Regions from separate parts of the Danio rerio genome. Here all the other regions are linked to region 1. Evidence: chromatin contacts called from public Hi-C and HiCAR-type data. All regions are on one chromosome and are shown on one strand. Each heading gives the region's core, a stretch centred on a gene start, on an enhancer-like site or on the middle of the called end of the contact. The rest is flanking DNA. Distances are from core to core; before and after follow the strand shown.

Region 1 (5,037 bases), core at 1,081-3,580:
AATGAATGAATTAATTAACAAATTCCAACTCAGTGGAAATGTGTATTTTAATTATAAATGTTATGCCAGACGTGCTTGTTTGTAACTAATTAACTAAGAACTAACTGTAACTAATTGTAACTAAAGATGTATTTAAATTACTTTAAAAAAAGCAGTTGTCCTTTTGCTAAAACATGAACTTGACATTACTTGATTAATTTGAATAAATATAGACTCAAAATTAAAGATAATCAATTAACTTTTACTTCATTAATTTAGGAGTGTTAGATTAAACATTAAGTACATTTTACATGATATTGACAAGTTAATTGTATCTGATATAAGAATGTAAATTTTACTTGAAATTTGTTAGTGCAAATTATTACGAGGATTTTTAAGTAAATCTTTAAGAGTTATTCTTTAAGTGTTTTCCTTTTTTAATATTGCCTGAAAAACCAACCAGACAAATTTTCCCAATTTTGTAATGTGACAATGTGCATGCTTATTACACATTTTTATTGTATAAAACAAGTCAAACTATTGTACTGTACAGTATGTGCATGCATGCAGTGCTTCTTTACAAAATGTTATCGCCATCTACTGGCCTCCATGCATAAGACAGTATGTTATTATTTAATTTTTTACACATGCAGTTTTGGCAGTTTTTAACATTTTTGTCTTAACATAAAACCTTTTAAAACACAAAGAATTTTTTTTTGTCATTTTTGTACATTATTGTTAAGTAAATATACCCTGAAACAACTCAATGTGTCCTTCAAGCAGTGTGATGTGCTGCAGAGACAGTAATAGGGCAAAATAACACAATTAAGGCTAAATCCTCCATTAAAACAGAGTTCAAGGTTGCTTACTCTGTGCAGAATTACCTCTTGGCTGGAGAATGTTATCATGCTGATTCAAAGGGAGCTGTGTGTTAATGAGCAATCAATTACACCCCATAATGTGTGTGTGTGTGTGTGTGTGTGTGTGTGTGTGTGTGTGTGTGTGTGTGTGCGTGCGTGCGTGCGTGTGTGCGTGCGTGCGTGCGTGTGTGTGTGTGTGTGTTCAGAGGGTGGCATGAATGATGAAGTCTGAATGATGAAGGGTTAATGCATTTCATTTTACAGCAACTCACTGGGGTGCCAACGCAGATGCCCACCTGCAACCCATCACTAGGAAACATCCATAAACACTCATTCACTCACAGACAATACAGACAGTTTAGCTAATTCAATTCACCTATACCGCATGTATTTTTACTTGTGGTGGAAACCGTAGCACCCAGAGGAAACCCATGCAAACACGGTGAGAACATGCAAACTCCTCACAGAAATGCAAACTGACCCAGCCGAGGCTCGAACCAGCGGCCTTCTTGCTGTAAGGCGACTGTGCTGCCCACTGTGCCACCGTGCTGCCCTTGTTTAATTCTATATTCTTTAAATAAAGCGATTATTTGTCTAAAAAATTTTTTTCCTCTCGTGATTAGTTAATTAAAAAAATTGTTCATGTAAATCACAGCCACTGTATTACTAGCCATTATTTTCAATCAATAAGACTTAATGTAGTTTGCACAGAGGAATTGTGGATTCAACATTTACCTAATTAGTTTAAGTCATTTACCGTATACCAGCTAGAAAAAAAAAAAATAAATAAATAAAATTCTTTTCTTACTTCTTACTTAGATTTTTTGTCTTGTTTATAGTACAAATATCTAGAAATTCTTAAATCAAAAAGAATTTTCTAGACAATCAAAACATATTCTCTTGTTTTGAGAAATAATATGCCAATATTAAGTGAGTTTTTCTTAAAACAAGCTAAATAATCTGCCAATGGGGTGAGCTAAACAATCTAATGTCAAAAGGAAAAACTAAATTATTTAGCTTACCCCATTGGCAGATTATTTAGCTTGTTTCAAGGAGTAACTTACTTAATATTGGCATATTATTTCTCAAAACAAGACTATATGTTTTGCTTACCTAGAAAATGCTTCTTGATATAATTATTTTTTTTAGATATTTTGACTAGAAACAAAGCAAAAAATTAAAGTAAGGAAAGCATTTTTTGCAGTGTTTAAAGATTAAAAAATGCTTTTATTATAACTTTGGAAAATATTCCTTTTTTTACTGTCTGAAAGACCACCTCATACAGTTTGTTTTTCCTAAATGTATGGCTTAATTAGGTGTGTTGTTGAGTTGTGCAGTTTTATTGGTAATAGAAACATGAAGACAAGGCTTGTTGGAGGTATTGCGCAATGTTTGACCACAGTCGCCAGTTCACTTTGAAATATGCCAACTTTAGCAATCTCATGATACCCAAAATGATTTTGCCAAGTATGATGCAACCCTGGATTAATATCTATGTTGATCTTGGCTGGGACTAAATCTTTGTTTGAAAATGTAATCCATACTGGGGCGTCACAGTGGCACAGTGGGCAGCACAATCGCCTCACAGCAAGAAGGTCACACTTAACATAAACTGTAAACATATCCAGGGCTGGACTGGGGCAAAAAATCGGCCCTGGCATTTTAAGCCAGAGCTGCCCACTACATTCAATTAAAATGTTCTAAACAATACACTATCATTCGTTTATTTTCCTTCGCCTTAGTCTCTTATTTATCAGGGGTTGCCACAGCGGAATGAACTGCCAACTATTCCAGCATGTTTTATGCAGCAGATGCCCTTCCAGCCACAACCCAGTATCGGAAATCACCCATACACACTCATTCACACACACACACTTATACACTACAGCCAAATTAGCTCATTCTATACACTATCCACTCAGCTATATTAAACAATAAACATAACAAAAACTGCCAGGTGACGCATGAGTAAATTTTCAAAGGGAACAGTGTACTTATAACCTCATTCATCTCATCCTGCTTGCTGTTTCACAATCTTAACAATGAAAACATAACATAAGGAAATTTGCTTCATTTTGATATTATGACTAACAGACTCAAAACAAACAAAACAGACTCGTAAATTATATATTTATATAAGCATCATCTTCACTCTGCATTCTTATAACAAAACAGGGCTTAAATATAACTGCCTCCTTTCATTTTCATTTTCATTTTTCAGAATGAACTTTACCCCATCTCTTTTGCAGAATATCAGTTTTAATAATCAATAATGGCCATTATAACTGTATAACGTACAATAAATTTATACGATAAAGGTAAGCAATCAGTCAATGTGCAGAATCAGTGTATGTGGTTACATAAATTATTATATTAGCTTATCTTTGCACTCAGCCAAAACAGAGTTCCCTTAGAACAAGTGATTAAAAAAGACAGAAGAGTCGTTGTATAGAGACAACAAGATGAATTCAATATCACGATTAACAACTATAGTGAGATGAGAACAAGCAGATAGTTGATGAAGTGTCCGACATGCATTATACTCTCACCTGGGGTTTATGCTTAAAGCACCTGCGCTAAACTATTGGCTGCAGCTCTTGGAGTGTGTGTGTGTGTGCGTGTGGTCACGTGATTTGCGTTTTTAGCCGTGTGCTAGAATGAACGGAGAACTTTTCAGAACCGCTAAATAAAACGCTGGTGTGTTTCCCGCAATTTCTTTGCGCCTCCCTTCCGTTTCTTCTCTCTGACTCTCGACTATTTTGACAAATACACACAGACGATGCACGCTGACCAAACTTCTTGGAGTTTGTGATTGGACCAGAACAATGTCAATAAAGAAAAGAACCAATGGGCTGCAGAGTGTCACATGGGCCGGCCCGGTCTGTCTGTCCGGAAAAAAAAGCATCTTACTTTCAGAGTCACAGCATCGTCAATTAATAAGGCAGAAAAAAACGATAGGCTGCTTAGCCTTTTATGGGCCGTTTAGATCTAAGACGATGATCAGGCTGGCCCAAAAAGTGTGTCGGCCCAGCGAGAAACTGCCCGGTCTGCCAGATGGCCAGTCCGCCCCTGAACATATCCCTGATTGGTATGTTGTTCCAGGATCAACATAGATGTTAATCCAGTAACATGTCCTCGCTGGTTCTTCTTCTTCTTCTTTGGCCTTAGTCCCATATGGTTCCGGGGTCGGCTCTTTGGAAGATGATAACGACTTTAACATGTCCTCGCTGGTTGGTGTCTGTAAATAGCGTCTATGGTGTCGAACCACTTCCAATTCTAACGGTTCACACCACTTTGCTCTTATATTCTGTCTTTTATTTTATGGTAGTCAATTTGCAGCTTCTTGCATTTCAAGCAACACTGATCGGCATTTCAAGCAACACTGATCGGCATTTCAAGCAACACTGATCGACCGCAGTCATTCTTTCGAAAACATGCTGAAAAACCTTTTTGTTTCTGACCATGCCGGCAAGTTCCAACTGCACTTTTTCGTCACCGATTTTGGCCAGGAAGGTTTGCACCTCTCAGGTCGACCATGTTTGATTAGAGCGTGCAAACATTGTTTCGCTTCTTCTAACGCTTCTTCTATCGCTGTGTTTTTAAAAATGGCGCTGCTTCCTGTTGTTTCTTGTTTTTGTTGCACGCAAAGGGTGATAATTCTCTCTAACCAATCAGTGTTCAGCTGTGCATGTAGCTCCTCCTTTTGGTACCCTTTCTCATCTTTGGCACCCTTTCAAAAGGGTGTGGAAAAGTGGCATGGTACCGTTCGGTTCTTTATGCCTTTCGACAGTGGAAACAGCCTTAAAAGCGTACCCAACTGTACCGTACCGTTCCGTACCACTCAGTGGAAACGGACCATTTGTGAAATCAGGTTGGTGACCCAAAACCTGACCCAGATCCAGTCTCGCTGTTTTAAAAAACAGCAGTTTAACAGCGTAAAACATTGTGAGCATCACTGCTCTTTGAGTTTTGAGCAACAATATTTCAAACGTGATGCAACAAAACATGAATCTATTACAAACTAAGACTTTGGGAGTGCTTGTGATAATGAGGAGGAATGACATGTGGTAGAAGTAAGACTCAGGTTAATGAAGGACTCTTCTTCAGCCATTCATCATTTTAATGATTTTTCTGAAGCCAGTTATGCGCAGATCCATTATGAGTGGACACGTTAATAAATAACAATGAGTTTAGATTC
Region 2 (5,037 bases), core at 1,033-3,532, 330 kb before region 1:
ATGTATGGAAGTGCAGCTGAAGTGGAGATTTATTGCTCATTACAGGAGAATTTTTATTAGAAAGCAGCCATTAAAAATGTATTGTAACTGAAAACTACAGACACAAATTGATGAACTGCAACAGAATAAAATCTTTTAAAAAGGTATATGTTAAATGTTTTCCTTTCATAATCATAATATTAATAATAATAAATCAAAATATGAAAAGCAATAAAGTTCAAAAAAAAAAAATAATAATTAAAACAATGTCTGGCCTAAACCGGAGTTTCTGTCAGTCTCACCAGGTCTGCTGCATGCTCGATGTAGATGTTGTCACTAAAACGCAGACTGTGGATCAGGGCTGGCGGCAGGTCAGGTCTGAGCCGGGGCTGCTGGGTAATGAGTTGCCGTAGTCGTTTGATAGGGAAAGAATCCTCAGTGCAAATGTAAACAGCCCCTGTTAGGTGACAGCATTAAAAGTTGTTTAAATCAGCATTTCATCTGAACTTTGTCCAAATGAGTACTTTCTTCAGTTCTGAAAACACCCAATAAAATGTAATTTGTTGCAAAAATTTTTTAAATATCACAAAATCTTGTCGAGAATGAAAGAATCATTTGATAACATTAAAAAAAAGCATTAATTAAGAACGATCACAGTATGTGCACTACCTGAATTCAGTCCTCCGTGTTCTTGTGGATACTGGACAGACAAGCAAAGCTGCAAACAAAACTGGGTTTTTCCAGCAGCGCTCTCGCCTGCCAGTTCTGTTATTCCTCGTAATGGGAGACCACCACGCATCAGACCGTCCAGAACAGGGCAGGCAAAAGAGAGCCGGTGTCCAGGCTCCAAAACAGGACATTCTCCCTGGATCAACTGCAATGCTGAGAAGTCAAAATAATAGTTTTGCTCAAAATATTATTTATTAGCTTAACCATGTTTTTGTTGATTTAGGACTCACACTCACGTTGTTTGTGCTTGAAACAGACTAGAGACCTACTGTATAATCAGCTTTTATTAATGAAATTAACTTACTATATTTGATTTTTATAATGTAATGAATATAACTTTTAAATAGAGAGCTGGTTCTGTTTAATGTTGGTTTACGAGCAAATTTCTTGTTTCTTCATTAAACAGATTTAAAAATAGTATTTTTAAATATCCGGAAATTGTTTATAAAGTTTAGATTTATTTGACATGGTTGACTTTTAAAGCAGGGGTTTTTTAGTCTATTTTATTTTTTCTATTTACATCCTAAAATGTAAAAGATATCTATATAATGTACATAATGTTGTATACTGTAAATAATTAATATTATAAATAGCGCTAAATATTATATTGGCAATGTTTATTTTCTATTCTTGCATTATATTTACAACTCATTTACTTTACTTTTAAGCTAATTATAATTCATTCTAATCTAGTTTGTATCTTTTCTAGATAATCTATTTCACATGTTTATATGAACAACAATTTCAGATGTTTACATAAATCTTATTTCATCTTTTTTTCTTATTTGTTAAAATCATATAAATATTCAAAGAATTTAAAGGCATTGATCACCCAGAAATACAAATGCTGTCGTCATTTCCTTATTCTTGACTTATTACAAACCAGTTGAGTTTGTTGTTCTCTTGAACACAAAAGTTATTTTAAAGAATGTTGGAAAGTAGGACGGAAATCACTATGAAAGTCAATAGTTACAGGTTTCCAACATTTATCGAAATATCTCATTTTATATTCAACAGAACAAAAACACCTCAAACGGTTTTGAAACAAGTCAAGGGTGAGAAAATGATGACAGAATTTTCATTTTTTGGGGGGAGAACTGTCTCTTTGATCAAATAAAATCAGAAAAAAAGTTCTGTAATTACCTCTATAACAACACCGGATGTTTAAAATTAAAATAATACAAAAGTATAACCTGTGACGGGTTTAGACTTGCGCACAGAAGCCGCTACCGCCTGATGAAGACGCTGGACATCAGCCTTTGACAAGCGCGTCAGTCTCTGCAGATCTGGACCAGATACACACAGGATCTCTTTGGCTGATCTAAAATTGCCTAAACATTGAAATAACGTTTAACACGAAGATAAATAAACTGTAACGCACTCTCTCAGCAATGTATCGCAATAAGGGATTGTTTATCAACCTTTTTTAACAGCAGCAATAATCCTTGGATTCAGCTCAAGTTGTTCCCACTCCATCACCAAACTTGAATCTCCATAATAACAGTTTAACGTTAATAAAACAATGAATAAACATTTCAACTAACGTTAACTAAAACTATTTGCGCACATTTTGAACTGCACGATGTTTACTTCCCGGTCATTGTGTCATATAGTCTGTCAAAATTAAAGTCTTAAATCCAGCCGGCTAACGATATTTATTTACGTTTCTTCAAAGACATGCAGTAAGAAGCAATACATATAAAGAACAATACTTAATTTTAACAAAACAAAAAGAGAATAGCGTTAGCGTAACGGCTAAAGCACTGACCCTTCATATTATCGCGCTTTAGAGCTGGGGTTTGCCACTGGTTCAGTTAAATCAATATGGGGGTGTTTTGAGTTTAGGCTATTACATAAAACGATCAAATGGTATTGTAGTAATATACATTCAGCATTTATATAATTCTAAGGTATTTAGGTTCACACACAATACGTATAAGCAAAATAAACTCATGATAACAATTAAAATAAGAACTTTTGGATATTGGCCACCCCTCTATGTTCTGTTTTTAGAACAGCCCTTAATGTTGTGTTTCAGTTGGGTAGATGGACTGATCTGGAAAGTCACAATAGTATGTTGTTATGAATTAAATGAAGTATTTTACCAAAACAGATTGATTTAACTCTTTTAAACATGTTGGTCATAGTAAAACAGGATTTGCTATCTAAATAGTTTATCAAACAACAAGAAATACGACTGGATACGGTTTTAAAGTTGTTGAGCTAAAGTCTTTACTTCCTTTGACTGGTGAGTGGCTATCTTACTGTTAAAGGCTAGCGTAAATTGTGTATGTTTATGTTACATTATGAAATAAAGAATAAAGCGATAAACTAAGCTGTTTGTAGAATGTTTAGGGTCGTATCATTCAAGCTAGCTTTCATTCTGTAGCATATGTGCACATACATAAACCATATCAAAACATTAGCTTAGCAAAAATAACGTTACTATTGATGTGCATTAGAACATAAAACATAAAATAAAATGAATCCTAATATAAGAATATAGGAATCATGACCGACAATGAACAGGGCGACAAATGTGCATTGTGTATCCGGCATGCTAACTGTCGCGTAGCAGAGCGGAATATGCAAGACCAATGAAGCCGTGCGACCCGAGTTCAATCCCCGTTGAAGATAAGGTTCTGTTGAAAACATTATATTGCTGGTTATTCGGTTTTAATACGTGTTTTATGTTTATAATATCTTAATAACAAGAAACTGACAAAAACATAAAAAACAGTATGTTTTGTAAAGTGTTTCCTGTTCTGTAATGGAGTTGGTGTGTGCTCCTCAGGTCTAAGTCTTCAGTCAGTATGAGTCGCCAGTGCAAGAACTGTGGTGGATCGGACATCGACACAGATCCAGCCCGGGGGAGTGCAGTCTGCACAGCCTGTGGTTCGGTTCTGGAGGATAACATCATTGTGTCTGAGGTTCAGTTTGTGGAAAACAGTGGAGGAGTCTCTTCAGCCGTCGGCCAGTTTGTGTCTGCAGATGGTAAGAGCTGTTTTCTTAAACCTAAAAAAATGATAGTTGGGATCATGCCCCATGTTTCAGGGAAATCTGTATGCTTGGTCACTTGGAGTGCCTTTTACTATAATAAATTATAATTTTTTGAAAAAAAATAAATGCTCAAATGAAAATACAGAAAGAAAATATAGAGAAAATATACCGAAATCAAAAATAGGAAAAGATTTCTCACAGATAATGTTTTAAACTCTTTTATGCTTTTGCACAATTTAATTTATTGGCTAGCCACAGTCTAAACATGTTCTCACAGAAGCACATACCCCTGAACCTTAACTCGTATAGTTATCTTGTAAAACCCAGTATAAGGTAAGTACACTGTAAGAACATGTTCAGTACACATACTGTAAAATAAAGTACATTTAAAATGTGGTAGGATGAAATTAAATTATAATGCATTTTAATGCAGCTGGTCTAAATGGTCAAAACTCAACCTAAAAACTACAATAAAATTAAAACTTGATGTTCATTCACTATCAGACAATCCAAGATATAGATGCCTTTTTTATTTGCAGAACATTAAAGGCGATTTATAGGTTGAACTGGATGTACTATGGTGTTCCATTAAAGTTAACTTAACCAGCTAGATAATTCAAAATCCATGTCAGTTGCAAAAGCAGTTTTGACATATTATAGCAAATTATTTGCAGAAAGTATGACAGGATAATGGGCTTGAATTTTCCATATGAGGCAATCACATTATTTGTTTTATTTCCATCTCATAACTGCTCCACCAAGAAAAAAAAATGGATTGCATTTTTTAACTCCTAATGTCGCTAGTTAACACACTCAATGCATTTTTCCCACATCGCATAATTTCTGAAATATCAACTTCTACCACCAATGTATGTCGGTTTAAGTTAAAGTACCGGTAATTCCGGTAAATGTACCGGAAAAACTAAATGAACCGGAATTAATTCATACACTATGAATAATCAGAAAATATGAAGTGGAAGACCAATTTATTTAAAAACATAATAAAAATAAAATTTAGGAATACTTAGTATTTTTTAATACTAAATCACCTTTATTTTTTGAAGTATGTCATAAAATTATTCAGAATCTCATTTAACATACTTTCTTGTTTTTTTTTTGTTTTTACAAATTTCAATTCACTATTTATTTTTCAGTGAAAATATTTTTTTTCTGCTTTCAGCTTTTATTTTATCATTCTTTTCCCTGAATTGTTGAGCATAAATTGCCGTTTTATGATATTGCATGTTGCCTATATGTATTATAATAAAGAAATGGAATATGATCTCTTATTATTAAGAATGCTGCAACCTTAGTGACCTCTTTTTACTG
Region 3 (5,037 bases), core at 1,717-4,216, 300 kb before region 1:
GGTTGCACAAAATGACTCTGATAGACAAACATATTTTCAAATATAATAATTTAGAAAAAATATTACTCAGTATTTATAAATGTATTAAATATAATAATTTGTTTAAAAATGTTTAACCATTTTAAACTATTTAATTTAGAAATTCAAACAAGTGTAAACATAATTGTATGTATGCATTGTTTTTATTTATTTCTTATTTAATAAGCTGCAAGGTCCAGACAAAGAAAATGAGTATCACCTAGATGCACTACAAATGTAAGACTTACTTCAAAAGAATTAAAAAAGCAGCAGGTTCCACATCAGGAATATGAATCTCAGATTCTCCTTCTGCTAGATCTCCATAAAACATGGCACCAAAAACAGAACTCCCCACTGCCAGCACATACTGAAAGCACAAATGCCACACAAGAGCAGTTAAGCAGACGGTGGATGAAAGAAATGCTCAAGATGCGGTTTAACATGGGTGGATGCGCTCACCTTGTGTGCTGGAACTTTTTGGGATGCGCCAGGAGGACCCACAACAAAATGAACATCTGCCATGAGTTCGTTATTGAACATCAAAGCATTCCTGGCGAGAACAAATGGAACAGAATATCACATTGATGAAACAAAAACAGCATAGGTGATTTGAAAAGCTAGCTAAATGTGCTCATACCTTTCTCGCAATGTCGGGTGAGTGGACTGCCAGCTGGCAGTCTCGACGTTATTATTGTTGATGTTCTGCTGAGTGGCAGTTGTAGTCGGTGTGGTCACCGTTTGAGTGACTTGGACGATGGTCTTTTTGCTGGCAGCTGTGACTGCTGTGCTGTTACTGTTTGGAAGGTTGGTATTTATGCTGGCAGGATAGAGTTCTGCAGCCATCTTCTTCCTCAAGGACAAAGTCACGATTTCATAGCATACTGGCAGCTTGCTGAGCTGTTTCCCACTCTTTCTAGTCCTTTTTAAGGTTTCTGGAAGCAAAAGGAAAAACGTCAAAAACTTCATGATCCTGCCATATAGGCAATCTGGCGTTGTTGGCATCAGCAAGTCTATCCACCAGTCTGCGCGTAATTAATAGGCAGGTGTAGCGGAGGGAAGGGTTCCCTTTAATTTAATTACAAACTACAAGCCTCGATCACTCGTTTGTGCTAAATATACCATAGCTTTTTCATTTCCTCCTTATGGAAACATTTACAGAACAAACGCAAGGATCCATCCAGCGGAAATATTCCAGCTCGATGACTTCTTCTTCTTTCTCATCGCATCCTCGCGAACATTGAAAGTAATAGCATGCAAGTCAATAGAACTGCTGCAGTCGGATAAATAATAAAGTAATAGCCCCGAATCCACCATGGAAAGTGCTACGTGGTCCTTGTCATCCTACAAATCTGTGGTGTATCCCCTCTCCGCGTCTTTACGCTGTAGTGTAAAGCAGGTTTTGTGTGACGGGAGAGGACGTCCTGCTCCGTTTTGACCAATCAAACTACAAGTGAATCTGACATCAGCAGCCCAGTTGCGCCTCCCACAGCAGGACCGCCCGCCTCTCTCGCCCGCTCACACGAGCACCAGTTAACCCTTTACGCTTTGTTTACTACTGTTGAGAAGCGAAAAACCTAATAACATTTAACCAGCCGAATGATTTTCATAACAAATCTCAGTCAGCTGTTCAGCGTTACACCGAGCAGAGTGTTATCGACTCCAGTGTGTCCATTGGTTTTTACTGAAGCAAAACCAACACAACTAGTGAGTGTAACGTTAGTTATAGTAGCCTACATAGAGAATGATTCTTATGAGTCTGCTATGGTGCATCAAAACATTTATGTATCACAAGGAGCGTTACTTAATTAACCTGTCTCGCAGTTTAATACTTTGATGAACTGATGTTGTTCAGTATTGAAGCATTGAATGCTCGTGAGACTGAAACGACTAACTTAGTTGCTTAAAATGACAACATATACACAGTAGTATTTCACACAAATGCAATGAGGTGCTTTTACGTTTTTATTATTTAAAAACCATTTATGTCCCATTTTATTCGTTCTGCCTCTAAAAAAATCATGTGAAGTCATTAAAATGTCTCGCGTCTACGCAGTGGATCCATTTAACCTAACCTTATTTAGTTAAATCTGACAATGTCATAATTTAGTAATTGTAAGCGATAAATGAAACATCATGCTAAAAATTGAACTGATTATTAAAGGAATATTTAATGGTAAGCAAGCTGAATGGTTGACATGAATCGCAGTCGTTTAATGCAAGATTCACATTTCCGTTGTTGACAATGCACGTTCACGTCAACACTTCCAACAACATGGTCAGAAAAACATGTAAAAGTATCATATCATCTTATACTACTGTCATCAATGTCATCATCATCATCAGAGGCCAAGCAAGATTGATGAGCGTTTATGAAATCCCGCACGAAGCGTTAAGGGGATTATTAATAAACTTTTCTCCACAAAAGCGCGTGACACAAAACTCAACATTGTAACGCTTTACAGCCATACGCGAGCTCCAAATGCGATGTTTCAACTTCACAGGATCAGTCAATTTGCTGATGCAGCCGTAACGTCTCATAAGGGATAAACATCTGCAACCAAGCGCTCAACCTACTGAGGGAATCTCTGATGTGCTCGCTAGAATTATCCCCCGTGTTCACCATTAACATGTACAATCAATGATTATAGCTCCAGCGTCCTTAACAAACCGGTTTTAAAGACGTAAAGTAACAGCAGAACAGAGCCACCGTCCGTCCGCATAGACTTGTCCACCAAAACGGACTCTTTAGTCGAAGTACTACGAATCATTATTTGCGATTTAATAAAGCAGTAAATGCTGAGGAACTTAAATTGCACATCTTTAGTCGTTCTTTACCTTATTGAGCCGAGCGAAGCGCAGCTGCCAGGAAAAATACATTCAGGTTTGATGTTTGGAGGCTCGCTGGCAACCAGGAGCCATGTTAAATCTACAGTGTGTGCTATGAGAGAGAGAGGGGGTTGGGCTTGTACAGCTTTCCCGGATCTCCAACAGAGGGCTCCGGTGCTGGAAACTGGATCCTTCGCCTAGGATAAGCGGCTTATCTATCTCAAACAATTTAGACAATGATGTTTTTTGCCAGCCAGAGTCTGTGAAACATGCACTCAGTGAGTGAAATGTACTAAATGTTAAACTGATTCAGACAGTCAGTTTTGGTTGGGGAAGCTGGTTCATGATTTAAAGGGATAGTTTACCTAAAAAATGAAAATTCTGTCTGCATTTTCTCACCCTCTTCTATTTCTAAAACACACACGTCTGAAAACATCCAAATAACTAGCAAGCAAGCTGGTCAAAACATAGTAAAGGAGCAGTGAGTCAGTGCAGTCAGTCAGTCAATCAATCCATCCATCCATCCATCCATCCATCCATCCATCCATCCATCAATTAATAAATGTCAATTATGGAATGCATAACTGATGAAGAGTCTTGAATTATCAAAATATAATGGACATGTAACATTTGTAGTCTGTGAAATAAATTGTCATGATATGGAATTATAAGGCTGCCAAAACCAGCCAGGAACTACTTAAGCTGTGTATGTATCTGAAAATAAAATGTTCATCAGTCTGTCAGAATTATAAGTATTAGAAGAACACAGAAGGATTTAAAAACATTAGTAAATGGGTTAAAGCAAAGAACAATACAAACACCTTTAGGGTGCTTTTATACTTGCCAATTTTATACAATTTTATACTTACAATTGTATACAATTGCCAAAATGATGTGAACCAAAAATCTACTATTCTGTCATTTGGTAATAAAGGTAAGAGAAAGACTGTAAAAAACAGAAAAAAATCTTTCTGAATTTGGTTTATAGACCACAGAAAACTTTCAGTCATCTCCGTTTGCATGCATTTTATGTAGAAATGTGTCACCAAAATAATGAATGAATCTCTACTGATTTGTGATGTTCTTGCTGATGTTTTGCTGACAGTTCATTAAAGTTATTGATGTGTCGGTTTAAAGACAATGAATGATTCAGCCTAGCTGTTAATGTGCAGACAGTTCCACATTCCAAAACATGATGTGGTGGCGCACTGGGTATCGCTTTCGCCTCACAGCAAGAAGGTCGCTGTTTCGAACCACGGCTGGGTTAGTTGTGTGGAGTTTATGTGGAGTTTGCATGTTCTCCCCATGTTCGTGTGGGTTTCCTCCAGGTGCTCCAGTTTCCACCACAAGACATGCACTATAGGTGAATTGGGTAAGCTAAATTGTCCGTGGGTGAGGCAGTGGCGCAGTAGGTAGTGGTGTCGCCTCACAGCAAGAAGGTCGCTGGGTCGCTGGTTCGAACCTTGGCTCAGTTGGCGTTTCTGTGTGGAGTTTGCATGTCCTCCGGGTGCTCCGGTTTCCCCCACAGTCCAAAGACATGCGGGACAGGTAAATTGGGTAGGCTAAATTGTCCGTAGTATATGAGTGTGTGTGTGGATGTTTCTCAGAGATGGGTTGCGGCTGGAAGGGCATCCGCTTTTTTCTCAGAGATGGGTTTTCTCAAAATGTTTCTCAGAGATGGGTTGCGGCTGGAAGGGCATCCGCTGCGTAAAAACTTGCTGGATAAGTTGGCGGTTCATTCCGCTGTGGCGACCCCAGATTAATAATGGGACTACGCCGACTAGAAAATGAATGAATGAATGAATAAATTGTCCGTAGTCTATGTGAATATGGTGTATGGGTGTTTCCCAGTGATGGGTTGCAGCTGGAAGGGCATCCACTGTGTAAAACATATGCTGGATAAGTTGGCGGTTCATTCTTCTGTGGTGACCCCTGATTAACAAAAGGACTAGGCCGAAAAGAAAATGAATGAAAACATGACTCGGCACATAACGGTTTTTCACTATTCAAAGTTTTCAGACCTTCATCCACAAGACTGTATATTTGCAAATTAACCTAAGGATTTCATATGGGGGAATTGCTAGCATTTTAATGTCAATTTTCCTTCGACATGTGTTTGAGGAAAGTATATTTGGACAGACCTTCAAACCTTCTATTTATTTAAAGAGTGAGTCTTCTTTTACACCTCCTGAA

What was found. A called contact is a pair of places that touch in the nucleus more often than the background predicts. HiCAR-type assays count read pairs that join an accessible place to other places.
Region 2: a HiCAR-type map of caudal fin shows a contact between it and region 1, with 12 times the contacts expected there. The contact joins the promoter of xrcc3 here to the enhancer-like site in region 1. A contact is called at or near these places in 6 of 18 Hi-C or Micro-C datasets (caudal fin, embryo, hematopoietic stem cells and 1 more) and 2 of 4 datasets of contacts at active chromatin or transcription factors (caudal fin and embryo).
Region 3: a Hi-C map of hematopoietic stem cells shows a contact between it and region 1, with 5 times the contacts expected there. The contact joins the promoter of btbd6b here to the enhancer-like site in region 1. A contact is called at or near these places in 6 of 18 Hi-C or Micro-C datasets (caudal fin, embryo, hematopoietic stem cells and 2 more) and 2 of 4 datasets of contacts at active chromatin or transcription factors (caudal fin and embryo).

The regions. Positions count from the first base shown.
Region 1 is chr20:23,776,646-23,781,682 of GRCz12tu, forward strand. No RefSeq gene overlaps it. Among named protein-coding and RNA genes, the nearest start is that of nudt14, 35 kb to the right of the region's middle. Within about 2 kb of position 2,331, at least 3 of the 62 cell types and tissues checked have an H3K27ac peak or open chromatin away from gene starts, as enhancers often do.
Region 2 is chr20:23,443,724-23,448,760 of GRCz12tu, forward strand. It overlaps xrcc3 (X-ray repair complementing defective repair in Chinese hamster cells 3), which reads right to left and starts at 2,283. Exons shown (of 7, transcript NM_001013541.1): 1 at 2,130-2,283; 2 at 1,902-2,039; 3 at 649-861; 4 at 282-436. The coding sequence starts at 2,184. brf1b (BRF1 general transcription factor IIIB subunit b) reads left to right here and starts at 2,745. Exons shown (of 19, transcript NM_199889.1): 1 at 2,745-2,956; 2 at 3,503-3,702. The coding sequence starts at 3,522.
Region 3 is chr20:23,474,497-23,479,533 of GRCz12tu, forward strand. btbd6b (BTB (POZ) domain containing 6b) reads right to left here and starts at 2,967. Exons shown (of 5, transcript NM_001024815.2): 1 at 2,854-2,967; 2 at 656-950; 3 at 478-568; 4 at 267-385. The coding sequence starts at 861. The region is part of intron 6 of brf1b (BRF1 general transcription factor IIIB subunit b); the gene reads left to right.